3 separate regions of the Zea mays genome follow, and all the other regions are linked to region 3. Evidence: chromatin contacts called from public Hi-C data. All regions are on one chromosome and are shown on one strand. Each heading gives the region's core, a stretch centred on a gene start, on an enhancer-like site or on the middle of the called end of the contact. The rest is flanking DNA. Distances are from core to core; before and after follow the strand shown.

What was found. A called contact is a pair of places that touch in the nucleus more often than the background predicts.
Region 1: a contact with region 3 is called in a Hi-C map of ear, with 2.3 times the contacts expected there. The contact joins the promoter of LOC100279962 here to the promoter of LOC100278465 in region 3. A contact is called at or near these places in 3 of 25 Hi-C or Micro-C datasets (ear, endosperm and tassel).
Region 2: a Hi-C map of ear shows a contact between it and region 3, with 1.8 times the contacts expected there. The contact joins the promoter of LOC100275916 here to the promoter of LOC100278465 in region 3. A contact is called at or near these places in 2 of 25 Hi-C or Micro-C datasets (ear and tassel).

The regions. Positions count from the first base shown.
Region 1 is chr1:69,325,358-69,329,076 of Zm-B73-REFERENCE-NAM-5.0, forward strand. It overlaps LOC100279962 (Splicing factor arginine/serine-rich), which reads left to right and starts at 1,654. Exons shown (of 13, transcript NM_001361010.1): 1 at 1,654-1,960; 2 at 2,243-2,281; 3 at 2,361-2,509; 4 at 2,701-2,776. The coding sequence starts at 1,764.
Region 2 is chr1:69,378,946-69,382,886 of Zm-B73-REFERENCE-NAM-5.0, forward strand. It overlaps LOC100275916, which reads left to right and starts at 2,455. Exons shown (of 1, transcript NM_001149855.3): 1 at 2,455-3,840. The coding sequence starts at 2,515. The coding sequence ends at 3,651.
Region 3 is chr1:69,181,973-69,185,772 of Zm-B73-REFERENCE-NAM-5.0, forward strand. It overlaps LOC100278465, which reads right to left and starts at 2,012. Exons shown (of 6, transcript NM_001151737.1): 1 at 1,962-2,012; 2 at 1,760-1,879. The coding sequence starts at 1,798.

The DNA.
Region 1 (3,719 bases), core at 404-2,903, 140 kb after region 3:
AATATGTATTATAGCAATATAAATATTCTATGATTTTTTAAACTTTAAAAACTAACAAAAAAATTAAATAAATGAATTATAATATATAGAGGAATGAAGGTTGGAGATGTTATGTATATGGAGAAGTATCTTTTAGAGCATCTCCAAGAGACTAGCCAAATGGCTCGTCAAGCCAAATTTTGGCTACTTAATAGCAAAATAACTCTCCAACAGACTAGTTGTCGGGGCGGTAATTAGGGACACCCTGATTATCCCCCTAACAAACGCACTTAGAGAAATAAGGATCAAACCCCTGAAGGGTGGCAACCGAGACGCCCCCCGAGGGTCTCCCACCTCGAGCAGGGCCCCACCTCACCCGAGGTCGACACCACTTGCTCCGCCTCGCCCGATGCCGCCTCAACACGGTCTGTCTCGCCCGAGCCAGTCTCAAGTGAACAGGACAAGGGCACTCGAAAATAGACGGGGTATAGGCGCATTGAATGCATGTGCCAACCCACGCTGTGGCAGCAGAACACAGTAGTGGACAAGACAAGAATCACGTCTGGCGCAACAGTATGATTACGCCTACATCACATTGCGCGCACACCGCCTGACGCCCTCCGATGGGATGCCTAACGCGACAAGCCGAGCGGACGAGCCTTCGGGCGCGACCGCTCCGCCTCGCTCGACCCCGAGCTCAGCCTTCGGGCAAGTTCTCCATCTCGCCCGAGCTCGGCCTCGGCCACCGACCGCGCTGTGAATCACGCAGACAGCCACTCTGTCCGACTGTAGCGCACGTCGAGGGACGGCTCGGCTAGCGCCTTGGGGAGACTCCTGCATCAACCAAAGCAGGGACTCCGATCTCGATGAGTGATGCAGGGAATCTCGATGTCATCACATGGCAGGACGATGACGCGCCCCGTAAGCAGCCTTTGGCCCATACCCCGACGCTGTTTACAACCACTACGGTATGAGCGACCTCTCCCTCGGGGGCTCGAGCGTACGAACAACCCATCAGACTCGACTCTCTACGTAGAGTCAACAAGCGCGAATCTACTACATGGTTCGCCGTCACGTCAGACGCCAGTACATCTCTCCTTCGAATATAAGACTCAGCTTCACTGTGGACGTTCCCCTTGGTGTATAAATAGGGCAGTGGTCCCTCCATGGGACAGGAAGAGACACACGTAGATGAACTCTTGCTTTCTCACACTGTCTTAGATATTGACACTTGCCTCAATCATCTCTAGGGACTTGGGGACTTCTCTCCCGTTGTGCTTGTAAACCCCTACTACAGGCAACACAATGTGAGTAATATAAGTCTCATCCTCTCTGCTGGAAGTATGGCCTTGAGTAGCCCGAACCAGGAGAATCGCTTGTGTCATCTCGTACACCATCTAGAGCCAGCCACGCGACACATTTACTGGTTGTTATGGTTGTTAAGGAACCACGGTCCAAACACCGACACTAGTCATCTAACTCGCTAAATATTCGATTCTCCAAATTGGTTTCCTCACTAGACAAATCCGGCTAGCCACTTTGAGATGTTACGTATAGAGTGTAATCTTTATGAAAAAAATAAATAGAGAGTCATTAAAATATAATAATTCTCCGTTCTAAATACTGGGAAATACTTTCTGCGTAAATGACCGCCAATAGCCAATATGTTCAGATGTCTATTCCCGTTCAGCTTGTAGCAGCTTCCTAGTCCTAGGGTTAGATTTCCAAGCACCACGCCACCCGTACACGGTTTCCAGCAGAGCATTCCGGAAGGAGGGGGCGCGATGTGGCACGAGGCGCGGCGGTCGGAGCGGAAGGTCCACGACCTCATGGACGCGGCCCGCCGCCGGGCGCAGCGCCGAGCCGTCTACCTCGCCCGCCGCCGCGGCGACCCGCAGCAGGCGCTCCAGGTCTCCGGCACGCGGTGCCGCGTTCACCGCGACGACGCCCTGTACCAGGCCACCGAGGACCAGCAGGGATTGTGCGTGCCCAATCCTCTCTCACCATCTCTCCTATCGGTGCGGTGCGATGCTTGGTCGCAGCGTAGGCACAGTTTCGGATTTGGTCTGATGAGTTATGCTATACGAGTTAATAGTTTACTGTAATAACTGATGATGGATACTGCGGCGCTGAGTCTCGGATACATGTCATTGTAAATTTCATCTGATGAAGCATAGTCTGTTCTTGTGTTTATGACATTGGAATTGATGGCTTGTTGTTATCACTTGATTGCTACTACTCATTCACTATGCTTCCATTGCAGGATACAATGGAATGGAAAGCAAGATGTTTTGATTGACAGGTAACTATCTATTCTTGTGTTTATGACAGATTATCCTAAGTACAAGAAAACTGATACCCATTATATTTATAATGGACAGATTTGATGGCCGTGCATTGCTTGATTTTATCCGAGACTCGAGCTCTCGCCCTTTTCGAGTCCAAGGGAAATCTGAAGAAGAGGAAGAGTTAGAGGAATTTGTTAATTTTGAACGTTACCGGGATTTGATTAAGCATCGTCGCAGAGGATGTCGGTACCTTTTTGGTTTCTCTGTTCTATTGCTGTTGCTGTAGAAATTTCATATCTTGCATCCATTTACATCACTTGAGGGATTGTCCTAATGCACACTTTATTTGTTTCTAAATTGGTACAGAAAAAGGGTGCTATTTCTTAATTCAAAGCACTAGTTAACTGAACATTTACCTAGCTTCTTTTCACAGTTTCTGATGAGGCCGGTTTGCAGCATGTTGTGCAAGAGTTGGAGGCAAAAGCTCTTCTTCCTTTTAGCTTTGACAAGTATGCCTGCTTTTAATTTTGTGTGCTCTATTTCCTCTCTTGCTCTTGCAACTTACATAATTACATTTATACACAGAACATTGATGTGAAACATGAATGAATGATAGCAGTAATTCTTTGCTCTACCAAATGACACCACTGCTACCACAAAAGCGTTAGTCCCTAGCAACTTGGGTAGGTCAGAGGATTGACCCTGCAAGACGATTGATATAAAATATGAGTATAGTACTAATAATGACAACATATTAAAAGGAACTTGTTCCTTGGTCATTATTATGGCACATGGATCACTATTGTTTTACACCCTTTTTCTAAAGACATTCCAATCTCTCATGTTTCTTTTTGCTGCTCTAGCTAATAAAAATTGCATTCATGCATTGGTATAAGTTCCAAATGAGTAAAGCACTTCAATCTCACAGGTTTTCAAGATGTTTTGTGGTTGTTATTGCTCAGGGAAGCTACACTTATATCAGACATTAGAGTAGCGTATGATTAGGGAAACTACACTGACAACTGAAATTAGGGGGTTGTATGTTTTTTTTATCATCGAAAAATTCTGTTGGAGTATATTGTATAGCCTTATAAATTTCTTCTAAAATATTTTCATTCTTCAGAGGATTAATTGCTTAAACACAAGTGTATCTGGGTATTACCGATATATTTTAAACTGTTCAATACTTTTGCATGATCATAATGAAAGTCTGATAAAAAAACATACTGGTTTTATCAACTTTTTTTATGCTGATTCAGTCAAAGAGTGCTTGAAGCCTTGAACTTAATAAATATCAGCTTGAATGCTTTGTACATATTCAGTATGTTGTTGACTATTAGAAAACAGCTTGGTGATTGTTAAAAGGAAGATATTTTTCAGAGAATTCCAATTTTGGCTGTTTCTGTTGGCACATTTCACCGCATTTCATTACTATTATAAAGCGCGAGTTTC
Region 2 (3,941 bases), core at 1,205-3,704, 200 kb after region 3:
GACAAGGGGGCACTGAGCCACTGACAAAAAAGGGATTTTTCACGGTGTTCCAAGCAAGCAGGGAGAGGGAATCCGTCGCGGACGTCAATGCAGCCATTATGCATAGGGACAGGGAGAGGGACGGCGATCCTCCTGGCCGCTGGCTACCCGACACCCGGCTCGGGTGAATCAAAAAGCCGCGTTCTCTTTGGTTTTCTGCCCCCATGAGCCTCCCAACACCGAGCTCGAGGTTGGCTCTACGCCCGCAACCCCTCCACCACCGCGCAACCCACCAGGCGACTACCACCGACGAGCTTAGCTCCGTGCCGGTTAGAGATGGCAATAGGTATCCGCGACCTAATATCCGATGGGTATTTACTCTATTATAATATATATGTGGGCTAAATATTATACCCGTGAGTCTGCTATTAGACAAAAAAAATTCACCCAATAGGTAAACGGATATTAGAACCTTCCGCATTCATCCATACCCGTTAACCCGTGGGTATAAAATATCCAATATAAACTTAGCCCAAGCATAAACTTGAACTTTAGTCATACATCTTTTTTACTATTTAATAATCTTTTAGACTATAATATCATAGAAGGTTTAACGACAATTTAATGACCATATAATAAAACATGTAATGTGCTATGTTGTACTATCATAGTGTTACTATTTTATCCAATTATCTTTGGTGTGTTGTATGCCAAAATGAACATCCATATTACCCTTAACACCAACAAAACTACACTCATGCTTTCCCCTAGCAACCACGCCTCCAGCACCAAGAACAATTAGCCATGCCACCCCTTCGCTACCGCAACAAGCAAACCAACGACGCCATCAACAACCCCCCCCCCCCCCCCCCCCCCCCCCCCCCCCCCGCATAAGCAAGAGGAGTTCATTGCCCCACCTTTCAAGGGAGTCATCCACATGATCACCGGAGGGTCCAACACTGAATTCGAAAACAAGTGGTAGAAAAAAGAGCACTACCGAAGGGTTAATCATGTAGCCCTCAGCGTCCATGTGGTCCAAACAAAGTGGTCACGTGTACCACTCACCTTCGATGCAAGAGACGTCGACCCCGCAGTGTGCCCCATGCAGACGCGCTAGCGATAAACTGCAGAGTCGCAGGGTGGGACCTGCACAAAGTCCTCATCGACAATGACAACGAAGTTGACATCATTTTCCTGCATGTCTTCGACAGCATGGGCATAAACCACAATCTACTCAAGCTAGCAGACAACCATGTCTACGGCTTCGGAGGAAAAAGGACCTTTCCGCTTGGCAAAATAGAGTTGCCGCTATCTCTCGACATAGCCCCAAATGCACGAAGCGAGCAGATCATCTTCGATATAGTTGATATGGCCTATCCATACAATGCCATCATGGGGCGAGGATTAATAAACAAACTTGAGGTAGTTATACAAGGTTTGTACATGTGTATGAAGATCTCGGGCCCTCAGGGACTGATAACTGTATACGGAGACCAATAGGTCGCTAAAAACATCAAGGGAGACTTCGTCCCCGGCCAGCGCAACATGCATTGTCTTACCACCGACAGCGAAGACCTTAGCGGCCCTCACCCAATCAAAGAAAACACGACCAAGGCCCAATTACAAAGCAACGAATGGGCCAAAAAAGACCTTTGCAAAGCAGAAGAAGAAAAGCTCTTGTCTTGTTTGAACCGTGACAAGGATGTATTTGCATAGTCTGCTCTAGACCTTGTCGGAGCGAGCCGCACAATCATCGAACATAGCTTGAGCACCGACCGAGCAATACGCCCCAAAAAACAAAAATATGCAAGATGTTTGATGAAAAAATGAAAGCAGCAAAGGCAAAAGTTCACCGTCTGCTGGAGACAAAATTCATCAAACCAATTGACTACCCAACCTGGCTGGCCAATGTCCTAATGGTGTAGAAGAAAACGGGAAGTGGAGAATGTGCATAGATTCACCGGCCTCAACAAGACCTGCCCAAAAAAGACAACTTCCTCTTAGCAAGAATAGAAAAAGATTGTCGACTTATCGGCAGGTGCGAAGTAATGTCTCTGTTGGACTGCTTCTCAAGTCACTATAAGATATACATGAAGGAATAAAACAAGACAAAAAACAAGCTTCATCACACCATTCGTTGTAAAAGAAATGACGTTGGTGTTAATGGTGTAGTATATCCTTGCAATTTTTTTACTATGAAATTTTATTTTCTAAGATCGGTCTACCGTTATCTTAGTAAATTTCAAATGGCTGGAAAGAATCAATTCTACTATTAAGTTATTAATATTTTTTCAAACGATTAATGTGCTCATTTTTCCAGGAGGGCTGGAGCCTAGAGGGGACTGGGGTCAATAAAGAAAATTTCAGCGAAGCGTTGGGCCCAGTTCAAACGGCCAAAGCCATTCCTACCGCCGATCTGGGCGGGACCCACAACCAGACCCCGTATAACATCCGATGCCGCCAGCGTCACTGCCCTTCCTCATCCAAACACCACTTCGCTCTGCTCCGACAGTCCGACTTCGCCGCGATCCCGCAATGGTCGACGTCGACCGCCGGCCGTCGCACCCGCACGGCCTCCCGCGTCCTCCTTCCCACGCCGCCGGCCTGCGCCGTCTCTCCACCCGTGCCTCGGCACCCAGCAGCCCGGCTCCTCCGTCTCCCTCCGCCTCCGCGCCCTCCCCGACGGCGCTTCTCGCTCACCTCGCCGCGGCCGGAGTGGCCGTCCTCCCGGGCCTCTCCGCCACCGAGTTCGCCCTCGCGGAGGCCGCGCTCGGCGGCGTCCAGCTGCCGCCCGACCTCCGCGAGCTCCTCGCGCTGGGCCTGCCGTCGGGGGACGGATTCCCGGACTACCGCACCCCGGCGGGGCTGCGCCTCCTCCGCTTCGCCGCGCAGGAGGTCCCCGCGGCCGTCGCCGCGACGCTGCCGCTCGCCCCGGGCCGGCGCGCGGGGCGGGCCGCGCCGCCGCCCCTCGTCCCGCTGTGCGGCCGGCATTACGTGCCGGCGACGCCCTGCCTCGCGGGCAACCCGGTGTTCTACGTGTCCGACTCGGGCGTCACGTTCGCGGGCGCCAACGCCGCCGACTTCCTCCTCCGCGCCTTCGCCGCCGAGCCGCCGCCCGGCGCGCCGCTCCGGCGCCAGCTCTCCGCGCCGGTCCCGCCCCCGTCCGGCGCGCCGCCGTCCACTGCGCGCCGGAGCCTGGACTCCGTCACCGGCAGGGCCCCGCGCTGGATCGAGTTCTGGACGGACGCCGCCGCGGCCGGGGACCGGTTCCTGGAAGTCCCAACGGGGGCCACAAGCGCCGCCGCGTCCAGCGCGGCGCCGGAGTGGCTGCGGCCCAGCCTTGAGGAGGCGGCCTCGATGCTGAGGCGCGGCGGGTGGGGCCTCTGCGAGGTGGAGGAGATGGTGACGGGAGAGGGTCCCAGCGGCGCCGGCGAGGTGAATGTGGTGGCGTTGGCGTTGACTGTCGACCGGTGCTGCCGGGACCTGAAGAGTGGAGGGTGGGGCGCGGAGGAAGTGGTGGAGATGCTGGGGGCGCTGCTGGGGCCGAGGAAGCCGCGGCGGGCGGTGGCGGCGCTGCCGCCGGACGTGGCCGCACGGATGGGGCGGCTCGCCGAGGCCGTGTCGCGGGCTGTCGGGTCCCATGCCAAGGCGAAACCTCCGAGGCCATCTTGAGAAACAGATGTTGTAGTCTAGGTCCTAGGAATTCTTTTCCCCCTGTTTTCCCTGTATTGAGTACGTGCGTGTACGTGTAAGTGAACTACTAGTCTTGTACAACGAGCAGCACGTGCCTTGTATGTCTGTAATGTACGTACATGTTAGATATGCTAGAGTGAATGAATAAATATAAGGACTGTCATTTCGTATGGTCGGATTTCAGAAAACAAATTACGTGAACCAAGGCCCAAGGGTCGACGAAGAATTCTTGTAATCAGATTACATCTGCAGACCTGGATTATCAGCGA
Region 3 (3,800 bases), core at 762-3,261:
GATTTTTTAACCAAGCCTAAAAATTCGCCCCCGAGGGGGATCGAACCCAGGACATAGAGGTGCTACTCGGAAGCCCTTAACCACTAGGCTAGAGGCCCTTTCGCCAAACTAGCCAAAAGAACTGCACAAAACTACAAGAATAGAATGTCAAGTGACCACCACGTATGCATTGACAAAATAACAAATCTAACTAAGGTTCTCAGCAAACAGCAAATCAAATCTTAAACTTCGCTATTAGAAAAGCAAGTGAAAACTGTATCTAATACTAAGCAACCTTTGGTGGTCATTGTTCATTTATTCTAATCAAACATGTAACATCACTAAGTTGCATAGCAACAATCAAACTATAACACCAATTTTGGAATAGAACTATGATACCGTTTTGGAATAGAACAATTGGAAACAATGAAGCATAATATATCCCATACTTACATCCAACTAAAAGATCTCTTCCTTCAAACAAAACAAAAGGTAAAAGTTATTCCATCACTCTTTGACTAAAGCTCGTTGTTTGTTTGCCCCATGTGTTGTTAGTTGTTACAGAGGTGAGAAGATCTTCTTCTTAAGAAAAATGCCCGGGGGAGTCGAGTTTTTTAATATCTGTTACAGAGTATATTCTATTTGTAACAGGAAATGAAAACTGGTGGTACCTTCGTACAAGGTGAGATACCTATTTAGATCCTTAGTGTTAAATGTTTGTGAAATACTATAAACATAATATTTTAAGTAGATAATGTGCAAGAACAACCAAAGTTAAACTTGGTAACCAGGATAGGCCTAAACAATAGTGGAAAGCGCCTGTTACCACAGGTTAACAATAACGGCCGCACCGGTGTAGACAGGTCAACTATAGTAATCTAGTTCAGACACTTGATTTGTAACGCTATCCGTTTCCTACTGTTATCCAATCACAGCCCGACACTCGTACTTGTTCCTAAATGATTGCCATGCAAACATGGATCTCAATAAGCCAATATTGTCTTCATGTTCGACTTGTCCTATGCTTTAGGTTTCACAGGCAAGCCACACGAAACATTCTGTAGCTGTGAGCGTCAATTCCCGCCAAAAGGCTATCAAATATCTGCAACAAAACCCTGTACAAAAGTAATTTCTGACCTGAGGTAGCAAGTAGCAACCATCACTAATAAATCAGCCATCGTTAGGTAATATATATGAACCAGGTAGCCAGAATTGCTCTGGGAAAAACCATAGCTGTTAACTCAGTAATGCCGGAAATGCTCAAAATCACAGGCAGACAATAACGTAAGCCTACATTCAGATCTAAAAACCTTCACTCTAGGAGTTGGATGTGGATAAAGCTACGAACCATACTTGTAACCATCTCACTAACCAACCCAAAACTTCTGTACCTGCATCGTATATGTGTTTATCGTGAATGTATCTACTTGTATTTATATATCAATAAAACTGAATCAAAATCAGCAGCACGTCGTTGAACAAACAAGGACAAAGACACACTAAACTCATCCATCAATTCTTCCACTCATCCATCTTCTTGGAACACAATCAAGGTAGCTAACAAGCTCCGGAGCTCCAATCCGTGCCTTGCCTGAACGGAGCTGAACCGACCTCATCCTAGTCGGTCATGTATCGCAAGTTGCAAGGCAAGGTCATAAACCTAGCAAAAATAAACAGAACAGGCCCGGGCTGGAAGCAGCCGAGCTGGACGCCCGGACCCCTCGATGGAAAAAGAAGAGAAGGGGAAAAAGGGGTAAGAAGCTGGGCCTCGATTACCCACCCCGAAGCGCTTCGGATCGGTCGGCGGTCTCTTCCCCATCGATCACGCGCGCGGCCGCGGCCTGCCCGAACCGACGCCGAGCGACACGCCGGGCGATGCGGTCAGCAACCCGGCCCTACACTGCAAAGGAACGCGAGCGTCAGAACGTCCTGAGGCAGCGGCGGGGTCGGGGGCGGAGGTGGAGGAAGGGGATCCGGCGAACCCTCGAGGTCGCGGCGGTGGACGGCGACGCACGCCAAGCGGGCCGTTACTGGGTTGGCGACGGAGAGGGGAACGGACAGAAAAGGGTGTTGGCCGGACACCCTTTTTATCCAGCGTGGCATGGGCGCTTTTCCACGTGGACGTACGACGCTGCGATAGACACCTGGCAGATAATATCTGACGGGCGGATGGACAGGACGGGCGGGCCGAGCGCTGGCGCCAGCAGGCCGCAGTACCTGGAGGCTGGGGCCCCCTCCGTGGTCAGGCACGCCGTCGCCTGTCGGAGTCGGACTATCGGAGTGATATAATGGGATTGGATATGAATGGATATCATTAAAACTATATTTGTTTTTATATTTTTATTCAAATTTGAATTTGAATGCGGTTAGCTTCGGATATGAATGTAAATGCGGATGTTTTTTAATGCAAATATGGATAGTCGAGCATCGGATATGGAATTAATCGAACACGATAGCGTTGATAACGGACTTTTTGTCGGATGCCGTGTAAGACACCATTTCACACATACCACGGTTGTTGTGATCATTTAACCACTCTTTGAATCCATTTTTAAGGATTTATGTAGACATATGTTATGTCTCTGTAAGATTTCATCAATTTATGAGGCTACTTGTGTATTATTAATTTTTTTGAAAAATATTAAAATACAATTAAATTCATAAAATATTCTAGTGTCGACAAAAAAAAATACAAATAAGCTACCAATAGTAATAAACATTCTACGAGAAGATAACATCAAGTTCATGTACGAAAATGATAAAGTGAAGTATTGATTATGTTAAAACTTGGATACTTAGAGTGATTTCATGTGTAAATTATGTAACATGTGAAAGTGAAATAGAAGAAATGATGGTGTATCGTGGATTTCATTATGAAACATTTTTAGAATTATATGTGGTCATATCTTGTGGCTCCGTAAAATTTTGTGAATTTCTAAGGCTATTTGTGTATTATTAATTTCTTTATGTAGAAACAACAAAAAATTTAAATTCATAAAATATTTAGTGTCGGCCAAGAAATGCAAATAAGTTATAAGACTAATAAACATTCTATAATAAGATAAACTTATGTTCCCACATGAAAATGACAAATAGAAGTATTGATTATGTTAAAACTTGGACACTTATAATGATTTCACGTGTAACTTATTGTCGGGGACCATAATTAGGGGTACCCTCAAGACGCCTAATTCTCAGCTGGTAACCCCCATCAGCATAAAGCTGCAAAGGCCTGATGGGTACGATTAAGTCAGGGATCAGTCCACACGAGTGACTCGATCACGCTTCACCCGAGCCTAGCCTCGGCCAAGGGCAGCCGACCTCGAGAGACTTCCGTCTCGCCCGAGGCCCCCCTTTTTACGGCGGACACACCTCCGGCTCGCCCGAGGCCTTGGCTTCGCTCAGAAGCAACCCTGACTAAATCGCCACACCGACTGACCAAGTTGCAGGAGCATTTAACGCAAAGGTGGCCTGACACCTTTATCCTGACACGCGCCCCCGGCAGAGCCGAAGTGACTGCCGCCACTCCACCGCTCCACTGACCAGTCTGACAGAAGGGCAGCGCCGCCTGCGCCACTCCGACTGCAGTGCCACTCGACAGAGTGAGTCTGACAGGCAGTCAGGCCTTGCCAAAGGCGCCATAAGCGAACTCCGCTCCGCCCGACCCCAGGGCTCGGACTCGGGCTAAGACCCGGAAGACGGTGAACTCCGCTCCGCCCGACCCCAGGGCTCGGACTCGGGCTAAGACCCGGAAGACGGCGAACTCCGCTCCGCCCGACCCCAGGGCTCGGACTCGGGCTAAGACCCGGAAGACGGCGAAC